Regions from separate parts of the Sus scrofa genome. Here region 2 is linked to region 1. The links are chromatin contacts, called in public promoter capture Hi-C maps. All regions are on one chromosome and are shown on one strand. The core of a region is the stretch at or near the end of the contact, and the rest is flanking DNA. Distances in the headings are between cores, read along the strand shown. Region 1 holds the start of CUL5 (cullin-5). Region 2 holds the start of ATM (ATM serine/threonine kinase).

What was found. Promoter capture Hi-C pulls out the DNA fragments that hold promoters and counts their contacts.
Region 2: a contact with region 1 is called in a promoter capture Hi-C map of liver, with 5 times the contacts expected there. The contact joins the promoter of ATM here to the promoter of CUL5 in region 1. A contact is called at or near these places in 2 of 5 promoter capture datasets (fetal liver and liver), 3 of 47 Hi-C or Micro-C datasets (heart right ventricle and skeletal muscle) and 2 of 2 datasets of contacts at active chromatin or transcription factors (alveolar macrophages and skeletal muscle).

What each region holds. Positions count from the first base shown.
Region 1 is chr9:36,417,291-36,421,585 of Sscrofa11.1, reverse strand. CUL5 (cullin-5) reads right to left here and starts at 1,780. Exons shown (of 19, transcript XM_005667298.3): 1 at 1,264-1,780. The coding sequence starts at 1,287.
Region 2 is chr9:36,619,140-36,623,749 of Sscrofa11.1, reverse strand. It overlaps ATM (ATM serine/threonine kinase), which reads right to left and starts at 3,092. Exons shown (of 64, transcript NM_001123080.1): 1 at 2,845-3,092; 2 at 2,400-2,585. It overlaps LOC100627195 (protein NPAT), which reads left to right and starts at 3,235. Exons shown (of 18, transcript XM_021062741.1): 1 at 3,235-3,475. The coding sequence starts at 3,439.

The DNA.
Region 1 (4,295 bases), core at 531-3,030:
TCCCATGAACTTGTTTTCTTAGAGAAACAGCAGAAATAGTAACTCCAGTAATTTATGTGTATTGTGTACTAATTAAATGCTAGACATTGTTTTAAGATTTTTACATTATTAACTCAATTTTCACAATGCTTCTATTGAAGTGAGCTATTGACAATTCCATTGTATTGATGAAAAAACTCCCGCACAGAGAGGTTTAGAAACTTCCCCAAAGTCATATAGCTTCTAAGTGGCAGAAATTCAGTCTAGTTCTAGGTCCTCCCCTTTTAAAAGAAGATACATTGCCTCTTAAATCTGTAAGTTAGGTCTACATTTTATAAGACAGTCTCATCTATTAGACAGTTAATATTAGTAGTCTAAAGAGAACATGAATGGTTACAGTAATTTTATATCTGCCACTCTATTATTTTGTTATCCATCCACAGTCTGAAGGCATGATAGGTTTGACGGAGGAGTTCAGCCTTTGCACTGTGTTCCCTAAGTTCATCACTACCCCCAATTCAGTCAATACTTTTAAAGCAAAAGGTTCCTACTACAAACACCGCATAGAAGAAACTAGTGTTATGCCTTCTTCCTTCTCCTCCAAACTTTGTAAATGATGGTAGACCTGCCCCTCTGGCCCTAGATCTCCCTCTCTATCCCAAATATAGAAAACTAACTTTAACCGTTTTCTTTCATAAGGCAAGTTTCCCAAGCCCTAAAACGATGGCAGTGCTTCCTCAGCAGTACTGGGGTTGAGGAACAGAGTCCTAAAACATGAACTCGAGAAAGGGAGAAAGGGAGGGAAGGTGCGGCGTGCAGGAAAGGGAGGGAGCAGGGCGGCGGGCACTGCCCTGGGTCTTGGAATTTCGTGCAGACAGGAGAACAGAAATTGAGGAGGTGGGGGTCGAGGCATTAAAACCAGTTCGGCCACATTTTCCTGGATCTTCCTTTTATGCGTCCTGGACTCTCGCTTCAGAAGAACCGAGACCCTGGGAACGCCACCTGGCCGAGCCGTCCGGGCACAGCACTGTCCTCCGGGGTCCCGAAGGCACGGCCCCCAGCCCGCCGCCGCCTCACAGCCGCCGACCCGCGGGCGGACGACCGGCCTCCCGACCCCAAGGCCGAAGACCTAAGTCTGGCCCTCGGCGGCAGCCTCCCGACGTCCCTTCCCGCAGACAACTCCCGAACATTCGCACACTTCGCCGCGGAACCTAAGCCAAGCCCTTCCCTCAGAGCTGAACCAGCAGCCCCGGAGTAAAAACCAAGCCGGACGGAGGATCTTACCTTTAACAGATTAGACGTCGCCATGTTCCTTCAACTTGGACTCTCGCGAGACGGCGCGAGACTTGGCGGCGCTCCGGGTCAGGCCGCGACTGCAGGCCGGGCTCCCACCTGGGCCAGCGGCCCGCGAGGCGGTGGGTGCCAGGCGGCGTGCCGACCGCGCCGACCTCCCCTCAGGCAGCTGGAGCTTCCTCCCGCTTTCCCCTACATGGTCACCGGAGCTTCCCCGCACGAAAGAGCGCATGCAAACGCCCCGGGAGCCGCAAACGGCGAAGGGTGAGACGGTAACCGGAGCCGACCTGAATTGGAAGAGGAAGCATCGACCCCACAACCCTACCCCCTCCTTCGGATTAGCTTTTGTGGTTGCACCGCAGAGGCCCCCGGCAACGAATTTAGCTCGGCTTAGGCCCGGCAGCTCAGGGTCGGTGGCCGCATCACGTGACGCGGCGGGCGGGGGCGCGCTCGGGAGCGAGCTGTGGAGCCTGGACGCCTCGGTGGGCAGAGAGGCTGCGGGGAGGGCGCGCGCGCCCCCTGCTGGCAGGACTGAACGTCTTCCCTCCTTTCCGGCCTCCGGGGTTCCGGGGAACAGCCAATGAAACGCTTATAATGGGTGTCTCCAGTAGAACTGGCACCCAGTAAATATGTATTTGCGTGAGTGAACGAATACACACACGTATTAACTATTAATATTTCTACTCAAGAGTGCCTGGCACTGAAATACTCGATAAGAGTTTGTTCAGGTAATGCATAACAACCTTGGATTACCTGAAGACACAGTAAAGATATTAAACCATAAGCTCATAAGCTTTATCCCTTCAAACCTCAAACTACTGGCCAAAGAAAAAGAATATCATTTACATGTGGAATCTAGAATATCTATCTATCTATATATATATTTTTTTGGAGGGGGGCTGTTTTAGGGCCACACTCAGGGCATATGAGGGTTCCCAGGCTAGGGGTGGAATCAGAGCTACAGCTGCCAGCCTATGCCACAGCCATAGCATTGCCAGATCTGAGCCTAATTTATGACCTACATCACAGTTCACAGCAAAGCCAGATCCTTAATACACTGAGCCAGGCCAGGGATAGAACCTGCATCCTAGTTGGTTCATTAACTGCTGAGCCAGAGGAAACTCCTAGAATATTTTATTATACATGTTTCCAAGCAGTATTCATTCATACATTCATAATACATTAGAAGTAAATAAGAGCTATAGAGTAAAATAAAGCAGGGAAGGGGGCTGAAGCTTGGAATTTATTTTATTTTATTTTTGTCTTTTTAGGGCCACACCCAGTGGCATGTGGAAGTTCCCAGGCTAGGGATCAAATCGAAACTGTAGCTACCAGCCCACACCACTGCCACAGCAATGCTGAATCCCAGCTTTGTCTGCGAACTGCATCACAGCTTATGGCAATGCCAGATCCTTAACCCACTGAGCAAGGCCAGGGATCGAACCCTCACCATGGATACTAATTGGATTCATTACCACTGAGCCATGATGAGGACTCCCTGAAGCTTGCAATTTAAATAGAGGGATCTAAGTAGGGCTCACAGAGAAGATCGCATTTGAACAAAGTACTGAAAGAGAGAGGGAGCAGGCCAGGACATATGTGGGAGGAGAGCATTCCAGACAGGGATGCACAGGGGCAAGTTGCCCAGAGTGTCAGAGGAACAGTAAGAAAGTTGGTGTATTCAGAGCAGGGAGATTAAGGGGAGCATAAGGCCTTATAGGGCCTTGTAGACCACTGGAAAGACTGACTTTTATTCTAAGATGTGCGACCATTGCCAGCTTTTGAACAAGGGAGTGGCATGATCAGACTCCCATTTCAACATGATCATTTGACTGCTGTGTAGTGAATACAAGGAGAAGAGTAATTTAGAAAATGCTTGTATGAGCTTATGAAATCAATCACGCCACCTAGGTGCCCCACACTTTACAATGGTTTATTAGAGTAATCTAAGCATGATTAAACAATGAATATGCAGTAGAACAAGGATTCAGAGCTACTAGGCCTATAATGTCCTGCCAGAAGGTCAACATAGGGATGCCTCTTAGAGGTCAATAGGTTCTGGGTTTGAAAACTGGTTCAATTCCAAAAACTGGGCAAGGGTCATGACTCTTTATTGGGATGACTGCCCTGAACCACCTGATCATTCATCCTTGCTTCCTTTTGATGGCATCGACTGAGTATACCAGTTTGGCTGTCCATGTATTTTACAACAGGGACACTGTATTTGTCAGGGTTCTCCAGAGATACAGAACCAATTCAGTATGTTTTATATATAATTTATTGTGAGGAATTGGCTCATGTGATCTTGGAACTTGACAAGTGCAGAATCTGCAGGGTGGGCTGGCAAGGCTGGAGATCCAGGAAAGCCGATATTCCAGCTCAAGTACAAAAGCCATCTGCTGTATAGAACCAGGAAGAGTCTATGTTGTAGACAAAATCCAAAGGCATTCTGCAGGAGAATTCTTTCTTGCTCAAAGAATGCTGGTCTCTTTGTCCTATTCAGGCCTTCAACTGATTGGATGAGTCCTGCTCACGTTATGGAGGACAATCTGCTTTACTCAACATCCACTGATTTAAAATCTAACTTCATCCAAAAATTACCCTCACAGAAACTTCGAATAACATTTGATCAAATATCTGGACACTCTGGCTCAGCCAAGTTGATTCACAAAATTAACTGTCATAAGCATTATGTTCTGTTAACCATCTCTAGAACTCTCTGCAGATAAAGCACACCTACCTTGATGAACATTCTGATAGTTGTGTCCACATGGTTTCATGCCTAGATTACTCTAATCATTGTAAAGTGTGGGTAATTATGATGTGGGAAATGGGGAATACCTACATATTTCAAGGACCATTGGACACAGGGTCCAAGTTGACACTGATATTCAGAATCTGAAGGGTCCCCATGGTTCCACTGTTAGAATGGGGGCATTTAGGGACCAGGTAATAAGCTGATTAGGTCCAGCTTACAGTGCGTTCCCTGCATCTACAGACTCACCCAGTGATCATTTCCCCAG
Region 2 (4,610 bases), core at 1,843-4,342, 200 kb before region 1:
GCAAGCACTTTTACTCCTAAATATGCTAATTGTAATTGAAAATAATGCATGTTTTTGAAACATGTTGCAATTCCAAGAAGTGGTAGCCCTAAACTTTTTTCTTTAAGCTGTGGAGTCTCTGAACTTTCCCCCCATTCACATCTCAGATTGATTACTTTCAAGAAAACAGAAGAGCTGAGTATTATCTATATAAACAAGAGATGTTCATTAACTGATACACACAACGACTTTTACTGGGAAACTACGGTGTTCCAAGTACTGTGTTAGAGGTAGCTAGACATATAATGAACTAAATAGACACAAACCCTACTCTCCTGGAGTTATAATTAGTGGGAGAGAGTGACAATAAAAAGTGCACTTATAAATCAATGCCTAATGCCAAATTGTGATATATGTCTCATAGGAAGAAAATATATAATATCAATGGATAGCAAAGTTCCCACTGTGACTTAGTGGTAATGAACCCAACCAGTATCCATGAGGATGTGGGTTCGATCTCTGGCATTGATCAGTGGGTTAATAATTCAGCATTGCCATGAACTGTGGAGTGGGTCACAGACACGACTTGGATGCCCCATTGCTGTGGCTGTGGTGTAGGCCAGCAGCTGCAGCTCTGATTCAACCCCTAGTCTGGGAACTTCCATATGCCACAGATGAGGCCCTGAAAAGACAAATGAAATAAAATACCAATGTAGAGGATCATTTTTTATAACCTATTAAGGAACACATATTACAGGGGGTTAAAAGATCTGAATAAACTGGTGCCAGGCACAGAAAGAGCGAGAGAACCAACATCTTAGAGGAGAAACACAGCCAGCGAGCTCTAAAATGGAAAACTGCAATGTTGGAGGAAATGAAAGACAACTAAAGGAACAAGACAGTAGTTAGCTAGAGTAAGACAGTAGTTAGCTAGAGTAAGAGTATCATCAGGTAAAATTGAATTCAATTAATACATTAATCCAATTAATACATCTAGGCTCCACTTCCAAGATGCAAGTGGTATAACACATATTTCCTAAGTAACACCCTCTGAATTGGCAAATCCATTGTTCCTTTTCAGATCTCAACCAAAATGATCCCTTTGCAGAATTTGACAATGATGCTTATACCATATCTTTCTGGATCTAATTCTGCCCTTAGCACGCCATCTTTTTTTGGGGAGCCGTGCCTGTGGCATGTGGAAGTTCCCAGGCCAGAGATCAAACCTAAGCCACAGTGGCAATACAGCCACTGCAGTGACAATGCCAGATCCTTAACCCGCTGCAGCACAAAAGACCACCATGCCATTTTTTTCTAATGCTAAGAGTGTGGGCTTTGTAGTCAGACTGCACTAGTTCATACCCTGGTCCTGCACTTACAAACTATGTAACTTGGGCAGTTAGCTAATCTCTCTCTCTTTTTTTTTTTTTTTTGTCTTTTTAGGGCCACATCCACGGCATATGGAGGTTCCCAGGCTAGGGGTCTAATAGGAGCTATTGCTGCCAGCCTAGGCCAGAGCCACAGCAATGCAGGATCCAAGCTGCATCTGCAACCTACACCACAGCCCACAGCAATGCTGGATCCTTAACTCACTGAGCAAGGCCAGGGATCAAATCCACAACTCCATGGTTCCTAGCCTGATTCATTTCCGCTGTGCCACGACAGGAACTCCAACTAGCTAATCTCTCTAAACCTCAGTTTTCTCAATGATAAAATGAAAAACCACATTAGAATTGAACTAGAACTTCAAAGTTACTTTAAAGATTGATGTACATGTTTAACACACTGCCTGGGACATAGCAAATGCTCAATAAATATCAGCAATTATCATTATTCCCTTCTTTTCTGTTTCGCATCTCTTTTAATGGTTCTTTTTCCACCCACACCTGAAAGAATATCCTTGTCTCCTTGCTTCTCAATTTTCTCCCAGTTAAGACCATATCCCAGTAAGAGCATATGTTCAACATGTTGAAAATGCCCAAATGTACTTCATTACATGCAGGACCTCTCTCTTCTCCTTTTTTTCCATTTTTTAAAGTTTTATGGAAGGACAGTTGATTCACATGTTGTGGTAACTTCTGCTGTACTGCAAAGTGATTCAGTTATACATGTACACACATCCATTCTCTTTCCATTTCTTTTCCAACATAGATTACCACAGAATATCGGGTAATGTTCTCTGTGAGGCTCTCCCTAGAGCTTCAGGAACCTTCCACACGTTATGCCTTCATATGCATTTACCCTTCTGTCTGTAAGGCTCCCACCTCCCTCCAGGGCAGTTTAACACTGAAATCTCACTGCAAACTGAAACTGATTCTCCCAGGCCGTTTCCACAGAACTTCATTCACTCCTCTTCCATCACAATGTTCTTCTATCACATTATCACTCTGAATTGTAACAGTCTTTTTACTTCTCTGTACCTGGTAAAAAACAGCAAACACTCTTGAGTGGTGACACAGGATAGGATGATGACGAGATAGATGGTACAGCGAGATCACACAGCCAGCTGACAGAACCCCAACTCCGGGAGTGTGATTCCAGAGCCCAAGCTCTTAACCACGAAACTTCAGTTTAAGCCTCAACGAATCACTCGTTGACTTAAACTACTAATTATGACAGGGGAGAAAAAGATGATTAGTTAAGCCATCTAGTTAATTTCTGGGCACAGAGGCAGGGGACGCACAGGAAGGTTCAAGGCTAAGTCCACCAGAGGCACGAAAAGAGAGCTGGAGAAAGCAATGAGTACCAGAGTCCCGTCAAGATGAGGTGGGGAGAGGAGTAAAGGGGCGCATATGGGGGCTGGGACAGAGCGGCCCGGAGGCATCTTAATTCCCCAACGCAGACGCCACTACACGGCTTACGCACCAAGACGGCTGGACTGGACAACCAAGTGGAATCCCTGGTGGCGGCGTAGCCGCAGACCAAATCCCCGCTCCACTCCCAGCAGCAGCCCGAGCCACCTGTCCACGCACTGATCCCGCTTCCGACCAAACTCAGCGTGGCCACGCAGCGTGCGTCCCGGGCGGAAGCGGTAGAGGTGCGGAGCGTTCGGGTACGGTCCGCCCACGCGCGCCGGACACCAAACACTCTCCCAAAACACCGGGCTCGGAAGGGAACGCGCCTGCGCACTGTCTGCCAATGGCATGCGACCCTGCAGCCACGCTCTCCCTGCGGCTTGGTCTCCAACGCTCGCGCCCCGCCTCCTCGCCCCCTTGACCCCACCCGCCAAACGTGAGCACGGAAATGACGTCAGTGCCAGGGAGAACGGAGGCGGGTTTCATTTCGGCGCCTTTCTTTCTCCCGCGGAAGCGATTGGCTGGCGTGGAGCAAAAGAGGCGGGACAAATTGCAGCGGGGTTCAGTGCCGCCACCGGGACCGGGAGATGCGGCGCAGGAGCCGTCGCTGTTGGCTTTTACCTGAGTCTCGTCTCTCACTGCGGGTACTCCTGCGGCTTGGATCATGCTGCTACCCTCGGACGTAGCCCGGCTGGTATTGGGTAAGCGTTGACGCGGTAGAGAGGGAGACCGGACCGGGCTGAGCTGGACGGAAGGACCCTCGGGGCCAAAGGTTTCCCCAGGGAGGGAAGCTCTGGGGCTTTGCCTCCCCGTCTCCGAGTTCAGGCTGGCGGTGGTTCTTCAGCCGGGGGCTCGGGCGGTTCGGGCTTTGTGTGTGGACACTCCTCTCCTTCGAGGTTGCGTGATGAGGAGAGGCTGAAGGAAGCCCGGAGTGGAACACCTGAAGCCGGGATTGGAGGGAAAGTCAGGCCTACACTTAATTAGGACCCTGCCGGGAAGCTGCTACGTGATGCACCGACGGCTTCACCTTGGCACACTGCACTTTGTCAGAATTGGGACCAAAGTAGGAAAGAGAGGGACTTCCCCCAGCCCCCTCCCCCCAGCTTTGTAGAAAGACATTCCTGACGCCCTTCTCGTAACTCGCCCTTAGAACTGCGAATTTGGGACGAATGGGTGATCTTCCTTCCTTATCCCGTCCCTCCGCAAGAAGTCGTCCAGTGTAGAGGTTTGAAACGCTAATTGCATACTTTCTGACGGCAGCAGCTCGGGTTCTTTTAATTAACAAGAATTTTCACAGGGGAAATGCCTTCCATTTGAACATTTCTAGTCCTAGTTAGTTTTTCCTCATTTTGAAAACAGTTTAGTTCCACGGCCAGTTGTCAGGGTACATTGTATGGGAAACGGGTTTTGTTATTTGTCGTCTGAAAGAATAGAGGATTGTACTGCTAGGAATGAAAGCCACATAAAGCTTAAAACTCGAGCCAGTGATTTACAGGCATCGTATGTAAATGGTAAACATCTGTAATGAAACTTCCCATGGAATCTACAGCCATTACTTTATTGTCACAAAATCCCATTTCTTGCTACTTTTTAAAGAACTCAGCCCTGCCCCTCCCCTCCAGTGGCTTTCGTGCACAGGTTTCTGATAAGTACATTTTACAGAAAACATTAGAGGGTAATCTGTTTTTGGAGAAAATAGTGACTTATACTAGTATTTTGTTAATGTTTGATTAATACTTTGCCGAGTTTATCAGAACTAAATATCAACAGTTAACTTCTATATCTTAGAGAAAAAGCCATTTCTCTTGTAATTATGTGCAAACAGATCCAAAGTAG